Regions from separate parts of the Zea mays genome. Here all the other regions are linked to region 1. A link is a contact called in public Hi-C data. All regions are on one chromosome and are shown on one strand. The core of a region is the stretch at or near the end of the contact, and the rest is flanking DNA. Distances in the headings are between cores, read along the strand shown.

Region 1 (2,838 bases), core at 148-2,647:
GATGATGGCTTACTTTATGGTCCACGGAAAGCGCCACAGGCTGCTTGCCCCGGCAGAGCACCGCTCGCGAGTCGCCACAGTTGGCAACGATGACATGCGATGAGCAGACAAGCGCAACCACCGCTGTTGAGCCCACGGTGTCTGGAGCCACAGGCTTGGCTTCGGTCGCCGCGTCTCCTCCCACCTCTGCATCAACACGGCTGAAGCAGCCCACAAAGGCCTTCTCCCAGTGCTTCTGAGTGTTAGGGTCGAGGCCACCCAGGTCAGCGTCGGACGCGGCCTCCTCTGCCTTGGTGAGCTCCTCTGCCAGTACCTCGTGGATTCTCTCCCGGCAGTAGTTGGCGACCTGCAGCAGCGGGATTCATTGATCAGGGAGCTCGAGCAATAATCGAGTGCTACGCAGGTGGTGGTGAATCGAATCGCGCGCGCAACCTGGAGGCCGCCGTGTCCGTCGTAGACGCCGAAGAAGTGCGCGGGGAGGCGGAAGGACGCCCGGTCGAGGCCGTCGACGGGCGCGTCGCCGGCGAGCATCCAGAGCGGGACGTGGAAGAAGGTTGGCAGCACGCGGGCGGCGTCCTCCATCTCGGGTCGGCGGCCGCACACGGACTGGAGCCCCCAGCGCGGCACGCAGTCGAGCGCGAAGACGCTCCTGGCGGGAGCGGCGGCGGCGGCCCTGGGCCCGGAGGCAGAGCTGGCGGAGGTGGAGGCGGAGGAGACGAGGTCGTCGAGCACGAGCGCGGAGCCGAGGTCGGCAAATCCCTCGAAGTCGGCGGTGGCGACGCTGCTGCAGTCGCTGGCGACTGAGCAGGGGCTCCCGGGCTCGGGCTCGGGCTCGTGCGCGGTGCTGGCCGCCGCTGGCTGCGGCATCGCGGGAGCGGAGTCGTCTATGAAGTCAGCGACGGCGGCGAAGAGCGCGAGGCCCCCCACGGTGAGGTCGTCCATGGGCTCGGTCAGGGCAGAGAGCCATTGGCGGCGGCAGCAGTAGTGACGCTCCCCTCGCGTGATGCGCGTCGGGGGGTAGTGGTGGTCATGAGGGTGCGTGGCGGGGGCTCGCAGGCAGATCTGGAAAGGGTGGGAGAGGGACGGGACGGGCTGGATGGGATCGAATCCACGAGTAGGTGAAGGGAGATCAGGGTGTCACGGGCGGTGCCCTGGCGGCGACGGAAACCGCCCCGGCGCGAGTGGAGTGGAGCAAAGCCGCGCCGCCCGCGGGCGCACGGTGGTCGGTGGAGCGAGCGAGTCGAGTCGAGTCGAGTGATGCGAGGAGGACTGGAGGAGAGGAATGGCTGTTGGCTGGGCAGGCAGAGACGGGGACGGGAAGAGGCCCACCTCGCAGTGGCGTGTGCTTCCAAAATCTTTTGGGGAAGGGAGGGTGATGATTGATTTGTGAAAGAAATGATGATGTCATGGCGTCATGTGGTGACGTCTGGGCGTTGAGCCAGACAGATGGGGTGTTTGGTTTCTAGGGACTAATGTTTAGTCCCTAGATTTTATTCCATTTTAGTTCCAAAATTGCCAAATATAGAAACTAAAACTTTATTTTAGTTTCTATATTTAGCAATTTATACACTAAAAAGGAATAAAATGAAGGGACTAAACATTAGTCCCTAGAAACCAAACACCCCCAGAGGCAGGCAAGCATCTGGGCTGGGCCCTCCCGTCTGTGATGGGCCAATGATTAGTCGGGAACGGACGGGAAGCACGACGGCAGTGGCCGACAGATAGACAGTTACGACGTGGGCCTGGCTTCCATGTCTAACCGTCTTGCAATCAACCAACCAAAATTACCCCTAGATAGCTCCTCCTGTTCTACAATTTACCATTTTCTTGAGAAACGTACCCGTGTACTTCACTGTATAAATCTTAAGTTAGTAAGGATGTGTTTGGTTTGAGGTTAAAGTGGGATAAGGCGGAGGTAACACCGTTCACTCGATTTTTTGGATCACGCCGCCACCAAAAACTACTCCGGTGTTCACCTCGCCCCTACGCGACTCTCATCCAAACACTATTGAAACTGTGGCTACCCTCTTCCATCCCTCCATGTACATTCAACCAAACACACCCTAAGGCTTAGGCCATTCACACCGGTAGGTTTCATATTTATGTTTTCAAAATGCCACAAATCTTGGTTGAGACAGTTTCATTCAAGTAACATGCAAAAAGCGGTAGACAAAAAAACTCGATACTCGTTATCCAAACCCGAACTACCCAAATACTAGTTCGGATCCTAAGTCTGAAACATCGCCGGCCCTAGGGGGAATCGGACGGTCGCTCTGGGCCTCTAGTTTTATGGGGCCCACAAGTCAGTATACGTACATTATACATGTAAGGAAATGGACCTCGGGCCATTTGGCTCAAAAGGTTTTGGTGTTTGATGATCAACATAACGTGTGGACTAATGCGTTTGCTAGTGTTTATGTTTTTAGTTCACAAGATGCGAAAAGGATTGGACTAAGACATTGATAACGCAACACTTCAAAAGAAGACATAAAAATAGCTTAGAAGTCCAAGACTCAAGAACAAAAGAAGCCTAAAGAATCAGCGAAGAAATGCATGAAGTGGGTAGTCAGCCAGCGCACTGGTGGTGCACCGGAGAGTGAACAGTACCTGCCCGGTGTGCACCGGACTATCTGGTGGGACACCCGGACAGTCTGCGCAGAGAGGCCCACAACAGGCGCTCTCGGGTTGTAGCATCGGATTGTCCGGTGTGCCCCAGACAGTCTAGGTAACGGTCAGATTCAACGGTCGACTGCTACAAACCTCAATAGTCGGCTGACGTGGCCAGGGCACCGGACACAGTGCATGCTCGGTGTGCACCAGGCTGTCCGGTGCGACCGT
Region 2 (2,838 bases), core at 188-2,687, 510 kb after region 1:
GAAATGATAAAGTTCCAAATTATTGCATATAAGATCGACCAAATCCCTGGAAAACACAGGGAATGCTTTAGTATTAGAAGTCTAATGTTCTGAAAACATTGTGTCATCTATGTTTTTATTTATTGCACAAAAACAAGATTTTCTACCTGATCAGCAGATTGATAAGGTTAACATTTCTTGCCCGAACTGAAATCTCCCCAAGGACAGTATTGACTACATCGATGAGTTCCTCTGGACCTTCCTTGTCAGGTGTTACGCGCGAGTACCACAGATCTGTTACCCATTCTGAGATAAGGTGCCTTGTGAACTGTTCGAATGCTGCTTCAACTGGAGGCGAGTTAACCTTGCTCCTCCAATCTATTTTTCCATCCGTTTCAGTCTGATGAATGACTTTCTTTACCTCAGTACCTTTTGTTTTGACGAGTGAATGACTGGCATGATCTGTTCTAGTTACGCTCTTTCTACGAAGGCCATAATCAAGCGATATGTAGCGGAACAAAACAATCAGAGCTATGGCAAATGGCAGATTAAACCAAACTGACGAGCTCGTAACTGCAATAGGGCAAAATGATGTTCAGCGAAAATATAATCAAGGGGGGAATATTTTGTATGTGCGCAATAAAATTTTGTTTCAAAACATAACCCCCTGCAGTAATATTCAAAGAAGCACATTTCAAAAGTCTGCCTATTTGAGCACTCAAATTAAACCGATATGCATCGTGCTAGACATCTTTGGCGGTAGACTCTACCATGCAGTCTAGGATGAGATGCAGGACTATTAGTGATATGTATTTCAGCTACGAAATCCATACTATTGAGAACATGACTTGCACTGTATTGTATGCAGGAGATCAGCAACAAACTACCACTGACAAAAAAAACACTGAGCAGAGCAAACAATTGTCATGTACAAGCGACCAGTCATGTGCGGTGAAAACAACGTGCAACTTAGTTTAGTGCGGCAGCGACTGGATAATGCAATGAACTAGAACACTGCAGCAACAAGTCAAACGAATTCAAAAGTCAGCAGCCGCCTATCTGGAAGGGTTAATTGCCGAAACCACGAAGTCCAGTTGGGAAACTAAGCCATGGGCAGGCTGCAGGCAGCATAACCCTAATCACGGCACCATACACCGACAACCGCATCGGCTGAATCGCCGACGCGCACGAGCCCATCCCACTGTGGGCAGCGAAGGTGGGAACTAGCAGAGATATGAAAATCCGGGTTCCGGAGGACTCACGGGACATGAGGAAGGCCAGCCCGAAGGCGAAGACGAGGAGCAGGACGCCCCGCTTCTTGCCCTCCTCCGCGAGGTCCCGCAGCGTCTGCGCTCTTGGCGCGCCCGCGGCCGTCGTCTCCATCGCCGGCGGCACCCTCCTCCGCGCGGGGGGCGGGGGAAGGCGTAGGCGCGGCGGTGGGAGTGGGCCGCCGGCCTGGTTCTGGATTTTGTCTCGTGGAAGGGGGGGGGGGGGGGGGGGGTACGGCCGCGGCAGGTCAGGTGGTGGCGCTTTCGGGGGCGTTTCCGTGTAAAATCTCAAGAGTTTCAGTTTTTTTTCAGTTTATTAGAGCATCTTCAACGACCCTTAAACCAGTGTCCTGTTTTTACATATATAGGGTTCAATTTATAAAAAAATAACTTTAATAGTGTTTTATTTTACAACTTTTTGTCAAAAATGTAGAGCACTCCATGTAGGGATGTTCCTCTAATATTTTAATATAGATATACATATAATTTGAAGCTAATTTTTAATCGTGTTGTTAAGAATATTATGAATTACAAGGATAAAAAGTTATATAATTTTTATGTCCATTATTTTCTCACTACAATAATAAAGGTGAAAAATATCCGAATATATATTTGTATTCGAATTTTATATTAATTATTTAAAAAATAAAGAACAAATTTGATGTTTACTTTTTATGGATATTAATAGGCCTAATACTAAAAACAAAAAAATAATTTTACATAACAAATTTTATATGTTATTTGTTCACAATGAAAGAAAAAGGACAAAAAAATTAACATCTGATTAAGTATGTGGATCCATCCTTAACTCCATGAATTGACCCAAATTTGCTACACTCAAACTAGTGTCATGTCTTTGCTTTGTGCATCGCTCTCAATATTTTCTTTCCTAATAACATATTTCGCTTTAAAAAATATATATATGATCTAGGTCTTAACTGCTGGAGCATAATTCATTTGAGTGCCCTGAACACTTTGAATCATGTAGTATTTTAATTTTTAGAGCATTGTTCTAAGTCACCTTGTTAGAGATGCTATTAGACTTTTAAGATTTTCCGTTTTGCTTAAACCATTCGACTAGAAAACAACATGCGATGTATCCCAATTCCCAACTAGTAGCTGTCGCGCACCCTGCCTGCGCGCGCAGCTGCCGCCATCGCTGCTTCGAATGATGCATACTATTTTTAGCTTAAATAGAAAAAAAAATACTGCATATCTTACCTAGAATAAAATCAGCTGACCGAATTTTTACACTTTGGAGTTTCACCATGATTAGTCGATTTGTTCAATAACAACACAAGAACTATTGGTACCTAGAAAAAAGAGGATGGCATACATGTGGCTCAGTGGCTGCCAAACACGGGCACCATCAGCGTGTCATCGAACTCGCGGCAATAGTAGCGCACCCTCTTGGTCGGCTTGCTTAGGAGCATCCGGAGGTTGGATGGCCTCACAATCTGTGTGGACGTCGTCTCAAGGTTCGAGCAAAGAAATAACTGGCGATCACATACTTGAACAGATGAACAGCAAGAAGCATCTCATATTGTTGTGCACTTCAAAATGACGATCTAAAATCACAAGGGATGCAGAT
Region 3 (2,838 bases), core at 129-2,628, 300 kb after region 1:
ACCCCAGGCCTCGGCCTCAGCCTCGGCCTCGGGAGGAGTCACAACCTCGCCCGACCTCAGCCTCGGCCTCAAGAGAAGTCACCGCCTCGCCCGACCTTGGCCTCGGACCGACTACGCCACAGGGGATACATCATTACCCTACCCCTAGCTAGCTGCCTTAGGCTACGAAGGAACAAGACCGGTGTCCCATCTAGATTACTCCGGCAACAGGTAATGATGGTTCCCTGCATGCGTCCATGACGTCGATTGTTCTCAAGCTCCCTACGAAGGCAAAGAAACGTCAGCAAGACCCAGGCCGCACCGCCAGCTGCGCTTCTACAGGGCTCAAGTACTTCTCCGCCGGCCACGTTAGCACATAGCTACACCCACATGTACAGCTGGACCATCTCCTTGTATCTATAAAAGGGATGTCCAGGGCCTTCCCAAAGGAGGCAGGCAGAGAAGGAGAGAAAACGCAGAGAAGGCTAACTCAGACGACTCACCTCAAGGGCGCACCCTCTCTCTCTCGCAACGCTTGTAACCCCTACTACGAGCACCCCGGTGCAAGATAATATAAGCCTCATCCTCCCCTTGTGTTCCATCTTGCATCTACCCATCTGGACAGGGACACGCAACGTCAAATTCACTAATCGGTTGAGGGTCCTCGCGGGTCCAAAACGCCGACAAATAGAGTGCCAGACATTCTAAGGCAATGTTAAAGCTTCAAAGATGTACCTCACTTTGTAGAATATGTTTCCAACTTGTTTCAGCTCTTCAAACACGAGTTTTCTCGTTTCCACCGTTGTTCGCGGGTTTCAGGTGTTTTTTGGGGTTCTGAAGCTATTGAGCGCTAGACATCGTTAAAGAACCATTAAGAAAACTAGGATGTATCATGGTTGAGATAAAAATCTCTAGCGAGTTTTTCTTCCAAACAAAGAGTTCTTTGTGTCTACTATGATCATCAACACAAATGATCATGGGTTTAGGCTATGATTGCAAAGTTAATTAATTGGCCTAGCACATCAAATATGTCTATCTGATCACTCGACTATATTTTAGGGTCTGTTTGGTTCAACTGTAAATTACTAAAAATCCGACTCTGACCATAAGTTCTGAGAAAGTTGAAGCGAGTTGACAATAGTAGTAATTTAGTTAAAACAACTGTTGAATATGATAGCTTAGTAACATGAATGATAAAAATTTGAAGTATTTGAGTAGGAAACGATTCTAAATTAAACTAACTCATTTAGTTGGAATCACAATTTTTTTGCAACGAGTCTGGTTTAAGTGAACCAAAGCCGATTCCAGCTCTCTAATTTCGAACTCGTTACTCACTGCTAAAAGACACGTCAGCCCCACACAGAAGCCGACATGTCCTGCTCCTCTGAATTCTGATCCGTGCGGTGCGGCCGTGCGGGTGTCCGTCTCCTCCATTGCGAAGCCGCGAGCTCCTGCGTCAACCAGATCACACGAACCAAACCAGCGCCTCCTCCCCCGAGTCTCACCGCCAGCGCCCATGGCGACACGCTACTGGATCGTGTCTCTGCCCGTGCAGTCACCTGGCGCCATCGCAAGCTCCCTGTGGTCTCGCCTCCAGGACTCCATCTCCCGCCACTCCTTCGACACTCCGCTCTACCGCGTAAGAGATCCCCTTTTCCGACCCCTCTCCCTCTCACTCTCCCGCCGGAATTTAGTTCTCGCGTCGCCTCACCGTATCCGCCATCTGCGCAGTTCAACGTCCCGGATCTCCGCGTCGGCACCCTCGACTCGCTTCTCGCCCTCAGCGACGACCTCGTCAAGGTTCCCCCCGCCGCCTTTGCTTCCCGCACGATCTCGATCTCCGTTTTCCCACCTCTAACGTCTGCTGCCCCGAGCACTAGCCTCTGATTCGATGCCATCTATACCCTGCCCGCAGTCCAATGTTTTCGTGGAGGGCGTGTCACACAAGATCCGGAGGCAGATCGAGGACCTCGAGCGCGCCGGAGGGGTCGAGAGTGGGACCCTCACCGTCGATGGCGTTCCTGTCGACACCTACCTCACCAGGTCTGCTGCCTAACTGCTATCTGTCCAGCCCAGGCTGCCCAGCTGATCGGACGCCTAAAACCAACCTTTTGTGTTGGCTCCGCGTTCAGGTTCGTGTGGGATGAGGGCAAATACCCCACAATGTCTCCGCTCAAGGAGATTGTTGGCAGCATCCAGTCACAGGTTGCCAAGATTGAGGATGATATGAAGGTTTGATTGCACGTCTTAAGTCTTATTACACAACTCCGCTCCTCTCTGCCTATCCTTTTTTGTGTCCTGTCCCGGCCTGCCCCAGTTTATCGCTGGTATAGCAACATCAACTCATTAGCTAGATGCTAGACTCACGGGTATTTTATTTGCTACTGTTGCAGTCCTGGTTGGAATTGAGGAGCTATGGTTGCTCTTCAGGCTTCACAACTGAAATACATGCAACCATATTCATATATGTATAATAAGAGGCCATGTTTTATACTTAGACGTGTACATTACGAAGGAGCTCAGTACAGTTGCCAAGATATTCTAGGGGATTTTTGCCTTCTTTCATGTCAATTCAACGTTATCACTACATTGTTCTAACCACTGTTTGTTTGACTATTAGATCTACTTCCACTTGTCCTAGCATATAGTTGTCACGTGCTTCTGATACAGATTTGTGGAGCCACTAGGACGCAAAGTGATGAGAAACCATTGATCACAGATTTTGTCAGGACTCGACAAACAAAAAAATCACGTTTCTCAGCTAAAATACCATTTGGTTCTTTGGCTGTGATTTTTGTTTTGCCCTCAGTTTTATGGCTCTCGGTTTTGCTGTACTGATGCATCTGGTCAATAACTTCT

What was found. Hi-C and Micro-C count contacts between places; a contact is called where the count stands out from the background.
Region 2: a contact with region 1 is called in a Hi-C map of leaf, with 6 times the contacts expected there. The contact joins the promoter of LOC100381615 here to the promoter of LOC103630796 in region 1. A contact is called at or near these places in 3 of 25 Hi-C or Micro-C datasets (ear, leaf and tassel).
Region 3: a contact with region 1 is called in a Hi-C map of bundle sheath, with 3 times the contacts expected there. The contact joins the promoter of LOC100281241 here to the promoter of LOC103630796 in region 1. A contact is called at or near these places in 3 of 25 Hi-C or Micro-C datasets (bundle sheath, ear and endosperm).

The regions. Positions count from the first base shown.
Region 1 is chr6:178,864,596-178,867,433 of Zm-B73-REFERENCE-NAM-5.0, reverse strand. It overlaps LOC103630796 (protein phosphatase 2C 53), which reads right to left and starts at 1,397. Exons shown (of 5, transcript XR_555236.4): 1 at 433-1,397; 2 at 14-346.
Region 2 is chr6:178,357,842-178,360,679 of Zm-B73-REFERENCE-NAM-5.0, reverse strand. LOC100381615 reads right to left here and starts at 1,437. Exons shown (of 15, transcript NM_001361456.1): 1 at 1,242-1,437; 2 at 147-552; 3 at 1-46. The coding sequence starts at 1,362.
Region 3 is chr6:178,559,667-178,562,504 of Zm-B73-REFERENCE-NAM-5.0, reverse strand. LOC100281241 reads left to right here and starts at 1,378. Exons shown (of 11, transcript NM_001154160.2): 1 at 1,378-1,618; 2 at 1,711-1,779; 3 at 1,895-2,022; 4 at 2,112-2,211. The coding sequence starts at 1,496.